Regions from separate parts of the Mus musculus genome. Here region 2 is linked to region 1. A link is a contact called in public HiChIP or PLAC-seq data. All regions are on one chromosome and are shown on one strand. Each heading gives the region's core, a stretch centred on a gene start, on an enhancer-like site or on the middle of the called end of the contact. The rest is flanking DNA. Distances are from core to core; before and after follow the strand shown. Region 1 overlaps Ireb2 (iron responsive element binding protein 2). Region 2 overlaps Nrg4 (neuregulin 4).

The links. HiChIP or PLAC-seq counts read pairs in DNA pulled down with a chosen protein or histone mark.
Region 2: a contact with region 1 is called in an H3K4me3 HiChIP or PLAC-seq map of bone marrow-derived macrophages, with 4 times the contacts expected there. The contact joins two enhancer-like sites. A contact is called at or near these places in 3 of 115 datasets of contacts at active chromatin or transcription factors (bone marrow-derived macrophages, embryonic stem cells and pancreatic cancer cells).

What each region holds. Positions count from the first base shown.
Region 1 is chr9:54,889,095-54,894,510 of GRCm38.p6, forward strand. It overlaps Ireb2 (iron responsive element binding protein 2), which reads left to right. Exons shown (of 22, transcript NM_022655.3): 9 at 1,909-2,080; 10 at 3,381-3,478. Among named protein-coding and RNA genes, the nearest start is that of Hykk, 25 kb to the right of the region's middle. Within about 2 kb of position 3,252, at least 13 of the 459 cell types and tissues checked have an H3K27ac peak or open chromatin away from gene starts, as enhancers often do. A contact at or near this core is called in bone marrow-derived macrophages, where this site is marked.
Region 2 is chr9:55,239,998-55,244,821 of GRCm38.p6, forward strand. Nrg4 (neuregulin 4) reads right to left here. Exons shown (of 8, transcript NM_032002.2): 4 at 2,064-2,210. Among named protein-coding and RNA genes, the nearest start is that of Fbxo22, 33 kb to the left of the region's middle. Within about 2 kb of position 2,069, at least 53 of the 459 cell types and tissues checked have an H3K27ac peak or open chromatin away from gene starts, as enhancers often do. A contact at or near this core is called in bone marrow-derived macrophages, where this site is marked.

The DNA.
Region 1 (5,416 bases), core at 2,002-4,501:
TTTAAAGAAAGTCTCTTTAAAAACCATTACTAGATAATGCTTTAAAATATATGAATAGTAGAAATTTGATAGTGTCAGACTTTTCCACTGTTAGCTTTAACATTATTTTGAGCTTTCTTGGAACTTGGGGAAAAAACACTGGCTTCATGTGTTCAATATAGTGAATAATAAGTTGTAGCATTGTATTCCTTATTTTTCTATTTTTCACAAAATTTAAGTGCCATTTTAAAGAAATACTTGCACTGAAACGTGTTTCACTCACAATTCCAATGTGGGTCGCTTCTGGGAAGTTTTGGTTAAAGGTCACAACATTAAATTGAGAAATGCACAATTTACTCCTAGAGGAAGAAATATGTGCTATTTTGATTTTAAAGAAATTAGTTCTTTCGACATCCTAAAAACACACTACTTTCAGATTTTTCTGGCTGTTTTTATTTAACAGTATTATTTGTGTGGTTAGCAGCTTATCGTGAGACAATTTTTATCCATTATGTATATTTATTGGATATATTTTTCTCTGTTGAGGTCCTGTTCTTTTTATGGTCTTTATAGGATTAACCATGTTATTTTCCCAAAAATATATTGTGACACTTCATTAATTTGATGAAGACAACATTTGGCCTAATCTATTTTTCTTTTTCAAGATTTTTTTCACTTTTTTTTTTTTTTTTTTTTGGTTTTTCGAGACAGGGTTTCTCTTTATAGCCCTGGCTGTCCTGGAACTCACTTTGTAGACCAGGCTGGCCTCGAACTCAGAAATCCGCCTGCCTCTGCCTCCCGAGTGCTAGGATTAAAGGTGTGAGCCACCACGCCCGGCTTTTTTTCACATTATTATTTTAATTATGTATATCTCTGTATCTATGTGTGCCTTTGTAGTCATGAAAAAGGTGCCCATACTGTCCAGTAAAGGGTCTCAGGCCCCTTTGGAGTTGAAAAGGCCAACGTGAACCACCTAACATGGGTGCTGGGAGCCAAACTCGGGTACTCTGGAAGAGGAGTATATACCCTTAAGAGCCACTGAGCCATCTCTTCAGGCCCCCTATTTTTCTTTTTATCCTTGAAAACTAAGATCAGGGGCCTGGAGTCCTATTCCAGGAGATTTAACACCCTCGTCTGGCTTTTACAGTCAATGAGCAGGACTGTGGTGCATAAATACACATGCAAACAAAAACATCAATACATGTAAAGTAAAAATAAGTAATAAAATAACCCTAAAGATGAGAAGTTGTTTCAGTTACTTGGTAGGAATGAGTGATTTTTGGAGAAATTCACTTTAAACCATGTGTTAAATCTGACCAAAATGAATTTACCTAGAATAATGTTGCTATAAATATTTAAGCTAATACTAATAATTAGGAGAGTTTTGTACAGCAGCATATACTTTTAAGATCATTATATAGTTTTTCTCATATTATTTCTTAAACTATAGGATGCCAACAGTAGTTAGAACACAGTTCTTTTATGTGCTGTTAGGAAGAAAAAGGGCTCCCAGCTATGTGAGCATTCTGAGGAATTGAAGATATATTCTCTGGTTTCAGAGACGTTAATAAGAGGTTTGGGTTTTTTTGAGCATTCAGGTGTTTATTTTGTTGTTATCACAGCGTCTCATTTTTACCACAGCTCTGGCTGTTGTAAAGATCCGCCTGTCTCTGCCTCTCAGATGCTAGGATTAATGGTTAGAGCCACCATGCTCTCTTCTCCTCCTTCTCTTCCTCCTCCTCCTCTTTTTACTCCTCTTCTTAAAATACCAGTAAAACTAGAATGAATTTGTTTCATACAATAAAAGACCTTATCATTAGTATTGGTTAAAAATTTAACTTTATAGAAAAAAATCTGACTTGCTTTTCTAGAAATCCATGCTAATTTTGCCATTGCTTCTGCTGTGTTGTTTTTGCATATCTCTAAAAGCACCTCAGGCAAGTAGGCGTGGCTGGAAAGTTTGTTGAGTTCTTTGGAAGTGGAGTTTCACAATTATCTATTGTCGATAGAACTACCATAGCAAACATGTGTCCAGAATATGGTGCTATCCTCAGCTTTTTCCCTGTTGACAATGTGACACTACGACATTTAGAACATACAGGTAAGAGAATATAAAATGATTGTATTTCTACTGTAGCTGTGTGATAGTCCTTTATAATAAACTATGTCATATATGCTATTGGATATTTATCAAACTGTTAATTTTGAAACAGTGACTCTAATCTTAATTTATGTCCCTAAAAAAAAACTCCTTGAAACAGTCCCTTGTGATCCACTGACAACATGTTAAAGAAATTATTCAAACTACTGATATTCATGTTACCCTTTCCTTACACAGACCAGTCCTCTCACCTATCCTTAGTAGAGTTGCAAGCAGACAAGAGATTTTTGAGTGAGAAGCAGTTTGGGTTGCAGGTTCAAGATCCTTGTGTAGCTTGATTGGCTAGGATCTTTGATCACCCTGATCACTATAGAAGCCACCTTCAAAATGATACTTGGTATTTCATAAAACCACTATTGTCTGAATAGTAAGTCTCCTTTCCATTATGAAGAAACCACTGTTGAGCCACTTTAGAAATAAGTGAAAGATACATTTTGAGAGAGAGAATCTGTGTTCTTCAGTTTGTGGGCATATTATTATGAGTGAATAAATGGAACAGCTTTTAATAGACAGATTATATGATGCCCCTGAAAAGATGTGTTTTCCTTCCATAAAATGCACAAAAACAATACTATTTTGAGAAGCCAGCCCTCATGCTCTCGGGTGTGTCTTTCTTTATGAGCATTTCTCTCCTAACCCTTGTTTGGGTTAAACTGTCTTTATTGAACCCTAGGTCTGTTTCACCTCATTACTTACATACTAATATGAGTTAAGATAGCTGGTGATTATTTTTAACACTATAACAAACTAGCCTAAAATGTAGTGGTTTATAAAACAGTAGTAGGGCTGCTTAGCTCTGGTAGAGCACATACTATATGCCACAGGATCCTGACCAATCAGGAACAAACACGGCAATAATCATTTATTGCCTCGTGGTTTCAGTGGGTCAGTGATTTCAGACAGGGCACAGCAGGAAGAGCTTGTTGCTGCTTTGTGTCTAGGGCCCAGCTGCACAGTTCACAAACTAGGGTCTGGAATTCTGAAGACAGCTCACATGAATATCTGCTGTGGACTGGGGCTGTTGACACAGCCACTCGTATAAGCCGGTGTGGTGTGTCCATGTGGTTTCCACGTGCAGTCTGGACTGCTCAGTGGAGACTGGCGAGGTTAAGCAGGGCAAGAGACAAGTGTGAGTCAAGGGTGTGTGAGTGAGTGGACTTAGCTCAACTGCAGTTCCACATCCCTCTCATCAAGATCTCAGAATTCTACTACATTTCATTTTGCTGTTCCTCTTTTTTAGGTTTTGACAAAACCAAACTTGAGTCAATGGAAAAATACCTTAAAGCTGTGAAATTGTTTCGAAATGATGAGAATTCTTCAGAACCTGAATATTCTCAGGTATATGCAAGTGACTCACCTAGGAGTGAGTAGAAGGATAAGTGCTTGTGCATAGTCCTGTTTATAAGTGTTTACTAGCTAGGTATCTTTGGGCAGTGTGCCCCACAGACTTCTTAGATTAAATGCAAATTTGTAGAACATTCCAGCAATGTACTAAGTGCTTAATGAGTGATAGCTGTTAATCAGATGGTCCATTTCTGACCCATTATTTTGATTTTATAATGACATTTAGATGGATTCTAGTTGTAGTAAAATTTGCAACATTTTGTAAAATCTACCATTTTGATTTATATTTAATTATGAGAGCAGGTATGTATATATATATATATATATATATATATATATACACACATACATGTGTACAGGTGCCCACAGGGGCCAGGAGAGAACATCAGGTCCCCTGGAGTTAGAGTTAATGTGGGTTTGGGAACAGAATTTGGATCCTATAACAGAGCAATGTAGCCTCTTAACCACCCGAGCCATCTCTCCATCTCCTGGTCTAGCTTTTTAGGTATTTAATATCAACTCTAATTTTGTCTGGTTTAGGATGAGCGCTGTACTGTTCTCACTGCTCCACAAATTGTAATTTTTATGATTTCTGCTTCTGGTTTATGATTATTTTGCATCATTCTATTGTTATATGGTCTTAATGTTCAAATTATTTTACAACTCTTTTTCTATTGGATAGTTTTGATGCTATAGGTAGAATTCACATTCAGGAAAGTTGATATCAATTTGGTATTATGGTTTTGCTATGCTCCCCGCCCCGGGCAGGTATTTTTTTTCCCCACCCAGTTTTGTTTTTCTTAGCTTGTTTCTATCTCACATAATCTGATTTGAACATTTATGTGTTTGTGTTTCCCCTAGGCTAGAACACAATGATTTCCGTGTAGGAAGCTTTGTTTTGATGTTATGTTTCTAGTTTGTAGAACTGCGATAGAGACAGAAAAGATGGCAGAGAGAGAGAGAGAGGGAAGGAACAGAATATGAGAGAGTGCATTCAAAAGGTTATTCGTAGTAGGGTCTCAGATTTGAAGCTGTCCTGCTTCCTCAGTCTCTTGAATGTTGGGATTATAGATATAAGCCACCATAGCTGGCGTTTTTAGAAGAGTCTTGAAAGCCAGAATAAAAGACATAGAAACCAAATTTTAAGGATTCTGGAAAACAATCTTTTAACTCTTTCCATTTTCTTTTCCCTTTGGCTTCTATTGTCCACGATTTTGGGGTGGGGGGAAAGACTGGTAGAGTAAAATTGAATTGCTTACTTACTAGAAAACCCTAGCCAGAGGCTGGGGTTATGTCTCAGTTGGTAGAGTACTTATCATGTAGGAAGCCCTGGGTTCAGTCTCCAGTACTCGGTCACCCACACCTGCAGTGAGGAGGAGACAGGAGAATCAGAAGTGCCGCTCCATCCTCAGCTTTACATTGTAAGTTTAAGGTCAGCAACACAATAGAAGACTATACCTCACACAAGTAAGTCCTAGCTGTGCCCAGGATAGTCGTTCATACTTGGAATCCCAGGACTCTGGAAGCTATAGCAGGATTGTAAATCAAAGCCAGTTTGGGCTACATAGTTCAAGGCCAACCTGGGCTGCCTAGGGTGTAAAAAACTATGGTTTTTTGTTTTTAAAACCCTCTTTAACCTTGTAAACTGACAATACTTGGAAATAAAGCTAAAATCCATCAAGACATTGATTTCAAAAGAAACTAATTGAGGCTAGAGAGATGATTTAGTGGATAAAGCGTTTGCTGCTTTTCTCAGAGGACCTGGGTGGGTTTCCAGCAACCATATGTCTCCTAATCATCTGTAACTCCAGTGCCAGCAGATCTGACAACCCTCTACAGCCTCCACAGCTACCAGACACGTGTTCACATGTATACAAACATGTGCATGCTGACAAATAGTCATACATATAAAATAAAACTAAATCTTTAAAA
Region 2 (4,824 bases), core at 819-3,318, 350 kb after region 1:
TCATTTTTCATCTCTCCTCCCGTGTTCCTTGTTTTCTTCTCTCTCTCCTCTCTTTTTGTGTCTGCCTTCCCTCCATCCCTCCCCTTACCATTTCCTGGAGCTCTTTTCCCTCTTGCATGGCAACCAACAGCACTTATGATGGCAGTTTTGTAGCTTGAGTCCTCACAACTATGTTTAACACAACCAATCCCTGTGCTAACCCATAAGGACCATATACTATGAATAAGAAAGCGTTTGTTTTTAAGTGATTAAACTATTAAGGTTACATCATTCATTCTGCAGGGCCCACATGGTCCAATTACCACTCAAAAGCCCAACATTTCAAACACCATTAACAAAGGGCTTTAGGGAAGTTGTTTCTAGTACATGAAATCTGAAGAACAAATTCAAGCCGTTGTAAGTTAGAAGACTTACTACACAGAATAGCCCAATCAATAGAAGATAAAAATCAATGTCCAAGTCAATATTCATGTAAATAATGAGAAATTAGAATTAGTTAAGCTGATCTTTTTCTTAGCATATTTTACTGGAAAACATACACAGAGGGATCATTCAGTTTTTCCAAAATGTTTTTCAGTGAAGGGCAAACTAAGATGGCTCATTTAATACTATCATAATATGCTACCCTAAACTCAGTAGATTAAAATTTTCTTTCTCACGATTTTACTGGTTGACAGCTGAACTTTTTTTTTTCCTTTTTCTAACCTGGGTGCCCTCTGTGTAATTGCAGGCGACCAGTAGATAATCCAAGCCAACTAAAGGTTCGAACGAGCAAGATGTCTAGGGTGCCTCACTCAAATGGCCAGCTGTTGCTGCTGGCTGGGAACCCAGCTGGAGCGGCTTGTTTTCCCTGCTTAGGTTTGTTATGAGATAGTCTCTGGTTCTAAGATGGAGCTTCTAGTCCATTTAAAGTCTGTGTTCTTAACTATAGCATTTACAACAATCGTAGTCATCACAGTGCCTGCCTAAAGAAATAAACTATTTCTTATCACAGTTCGATGGCTTGAACCCAAAACCTCATGCCTGCTAGACAAGCACACTATCACTGAAGGACATAGACCAGTGCTGAACTCTAACCGGTGCTGCCTGAGTAGCAGGGCCACACACAGTAAGACAAGGCGTGCGAGCAGGAATGGCAGATCACCTGGGAAACACAGCCTGGTGTAATGAGCTTGTAACTCTTTGTATCTGAAGCATTCAGATGCAAAAATTATGAGATAACATCTACTAAATGATACTTTGAAATAAAATGTGCAGCAACACATCTTTTAAAGGAACAAAGTCCCTCCACATTTTAATCAGGGTTTATGAGATATTCTTGACATCCTATCCTTGGGATATTAACTTCTCAAGCCAACTTGGTTTATGATGACTATCAACTCCATTTTTACAATCACACGAGAGAAACCAGTGCCCATTTAATACTTATTAATACAAATACTAAACTAAATTCCCCCTTTTAAAAACTTTTTCCCCCTAAAACATGAAGGTCAATTGAAAGGAATCAATAAAAGTACTCTTTGATATACAGCCTTGCAACACGTAATTTTTCCTTTTGTTTCTCTTAGGAGTTACCAGATTCTCCAATTTAACTTTTTGGTTTTTTATCTGTCTCTCTAGATTTAAATAGTCCATAAATGTAGGTGGTGTTTCTACCTTGTTGGCTGCTATGTTCGTTGTGCCCTGCGCATGGTAAGGTAGACATCCGCCGGGCACCTTAGGCTTCTAAAGCAATGGCACAGTCACTTTGTTTTTCATATTCAAAACTTACTAAGAAACATCTCACCCAAATCCTCAAGTGACTTAAGCACCGCACGGTGGTGAGCGTGGGTCCACCTAGCTCAGAGGTATCAAGGCTAGGTGGACCCAAAGAAGGAGGTAAAACTGTTTAAGATGCGTTCAAAGCGACTTATTAGTTTATAACAAAATTGTATTAGAGAGATAATGCCAGATTTAAAACAGTATCTGCGGAAACACTAGAAGCAAAGAGCAGCATGTTTCTTAGAGGCCGCTGCTTTGCGCATGGCTTCCCTCTTTCTGAGGGCCAGTTCCGCTTCAGTTACCTGCACAGGAAGCAGAGCGCCGCGATGGTAAGAGTGAGGAGGACCGCCAGCACCACGAAAGCTGCCGACAGATTACTTTCGCTTGGGATGCTGGAGCTTGGGAGAAAAACCTCTTCGCAGCGTGCTCCGGTGTAATTTTCAATGCACCTACAGAATAAAAGTTTAGATAAAGATCACACACTGATGTGGACAAGACTCAGTCTCCGGCTGGAAGGAAGGGAAAGGTCTCTGCTTTTCAGATTGTCAACGAGGCGCAGACCTGCTCGATGTGGTGCGCTTAGAGCCACGGCTACAGACAAATGCATTAGTTCACACTTGCCTCCTTCCCTTAGAGTTCTTCAGCAGCTTAGAGTCTGGAGGGATCAGGTACCACTCAGATTCCACAAGCCGGCAGCGCTAATGTCTTCTGGGTTTGACTTCTCTGCCTGCCAACTTTTACAGAAGTGTCTTGCAATGTTGTTCCTCTAGGTGTCCTCAACCTCCTCCTCCAGTGATCCTCCTGCCTCAGCTTTTCAAGTAGCTGGGACTGCAGGTATATGCCACCAAGGCTTAAAGTCTACATTTCCAGGGGGTAACTATATAACTCAACTTCATCTACAATTTATTTGATTATATCTTATATAGATGTATAGATGATTACAACTTTTTCCTCAAAATTACTACTTCTTCCAAACCCTGAGTTACTCGATATTATATCTCTTCCGTACTGTTCAAAAAATGCCTTCTTAAACTTCCGCCAACTTCACTAACAGCATTTCTATTTTTCTTCAGAGACAACATGAAAAAGCAAAGAATACCACAAGAAGCAGTCTTTGATATGGCCAGTTAGCTGTTTTTCCATGGTAACATGTTCAAAGGATTACTGCACATTAAGAAGAATTATGCTCTTTGGAGTCCCACCCATTTATATTACAGTTGAATGTAAAATAAAATTAATTTAGCTGGAAATGTTGGCACGCATCTGTTGTCCTAGAACTTGGGAAACTGAGGCAGGAAGATCGACTCAGATTCAAGGCCAGCCTGGGCTACATGGTGTGTTTTAGGCCAGCCCATCCTGGAGTGTCAAAATATAAAAACAAAGTTTTCTTTTTAATATGAGCATTTGTCTATAAAGCAGAAGTTATATAGGAAATTCACAATGTATCTATACTAACAATGCTATATAAAAACGAGCATGTACACACACACGTACATACTTTAAGCTATTTTTTACAAAAAAAAATTGTAAAGGTTGGTTTTATAAAACTAGTTTTCCTCCTCGCCTCTTTTCAGAGTTGGTGAGCTTTTAGATGTTTATTCTCTCTGCCTCCCACACTGTGCTAATGACGACAGCAGGCCTAGAGGGCTAGATATGAGCTAATGACTGGTTTAACAACCAACCAGACAGGAGAACTAGCAGCTTACATGTGCAAAGGACAGTTCTGCACAGAGAGTGAACTTTAACTGACCAAAGAGCATTATAATCCTAATGCCACCCTGTTGCAGGCAGGAGGTTACTGCTGTTGGCTTTGTGGGGACTTCAGGCAACACAATAATCCAATCACACTACTGCACTGAGTGGTTTGTAGAGACAAGGACAGGGAGCCTAAGGGCAGATACAAAATAACACGTGAGATATTCGGGGAAAAATCATAGTTACTTACAGTGTAAACATTAAAATACTATCTTGCTGGGCATGGTGGCTCACGCCTTTAATCCCAGCTCTTGGGAGGCAGAGACAGGTGAATTTCTGCGTTCAAGGCCAGCCTGATCTACAGAGTGAGTTCCAGGACAGCCAGGGCTACACAGAGAAACCCTGTCTCGAAAAAACCAAAACAAAAAACAAACAAAAAAACAAAAAACAAAAAAAACCAAACCAAACAAACAAACCAAAAAAACCCCCAAAAAACTATCTTGTCTATGGGGCTGGAGAGGTAGCTCAGTGGTTAAGAGCACTGGCTGCTCTTCCAGAGGACCTGGGTTCAATTCTCAGCACCCACATAGAGGCTCACAACCATCTGTAATTGCATTCCTTTCTTTTGGTCTCTGACAGCACCAGGTATGCATGAAGTCCAGACAGACAGACATGCAGACAAATCAATCATACACATAAAATAAATAAACGAATAAAACATGAAAGGATTGTCATTCCCATAGGCTCAACTGAATACACATGAGAGGAAAGGAGAAGTGAAAGTTAAACTGAATCCATGGTGACTCTACTGAGCTTATCTCCCTACAGGACAGCCTGTCCCTGCAGCTTCTTCCTAAACACACTACACACACACACACACACACACACACACACACACACACACACACACACACAGACACACATTACTCGATGTATGTCATCACCACACAACCCTGACAGATGCTGCCTGTTGCACCTCGGCTCAGATTTAAGACCAGAGTACACTGTAAACTGCAGTGTTCTTAATGTGCATGCAAAGTTTTCTATTATAAAAACCTAATGGCTTAATTATGGGAAACAAAGGCTTTGATATATTCCTCTTCTCATTCCTTAGTATATCTTTGGATTATATTGTCAGAATATTTGAATTTAAAATTGCTATTTAAGTTGCTAACTTTTTTGTTTGTTTTGTTTTGTTTTGTTTTCCAAGACAGGGTCTCTCTGTTGTAGCCTTGGCTGTCCTGGAACTCACTCTGTAGACCAGGCTGGCCTTGAACTCAGAAATCTGCCTGCCTTTGCCTCCCAAGTGCTGGGATTAAAGGCGTGTGCCACCACCGCCCGGCAAGTTGCTAACTTTTAAATTAAAAA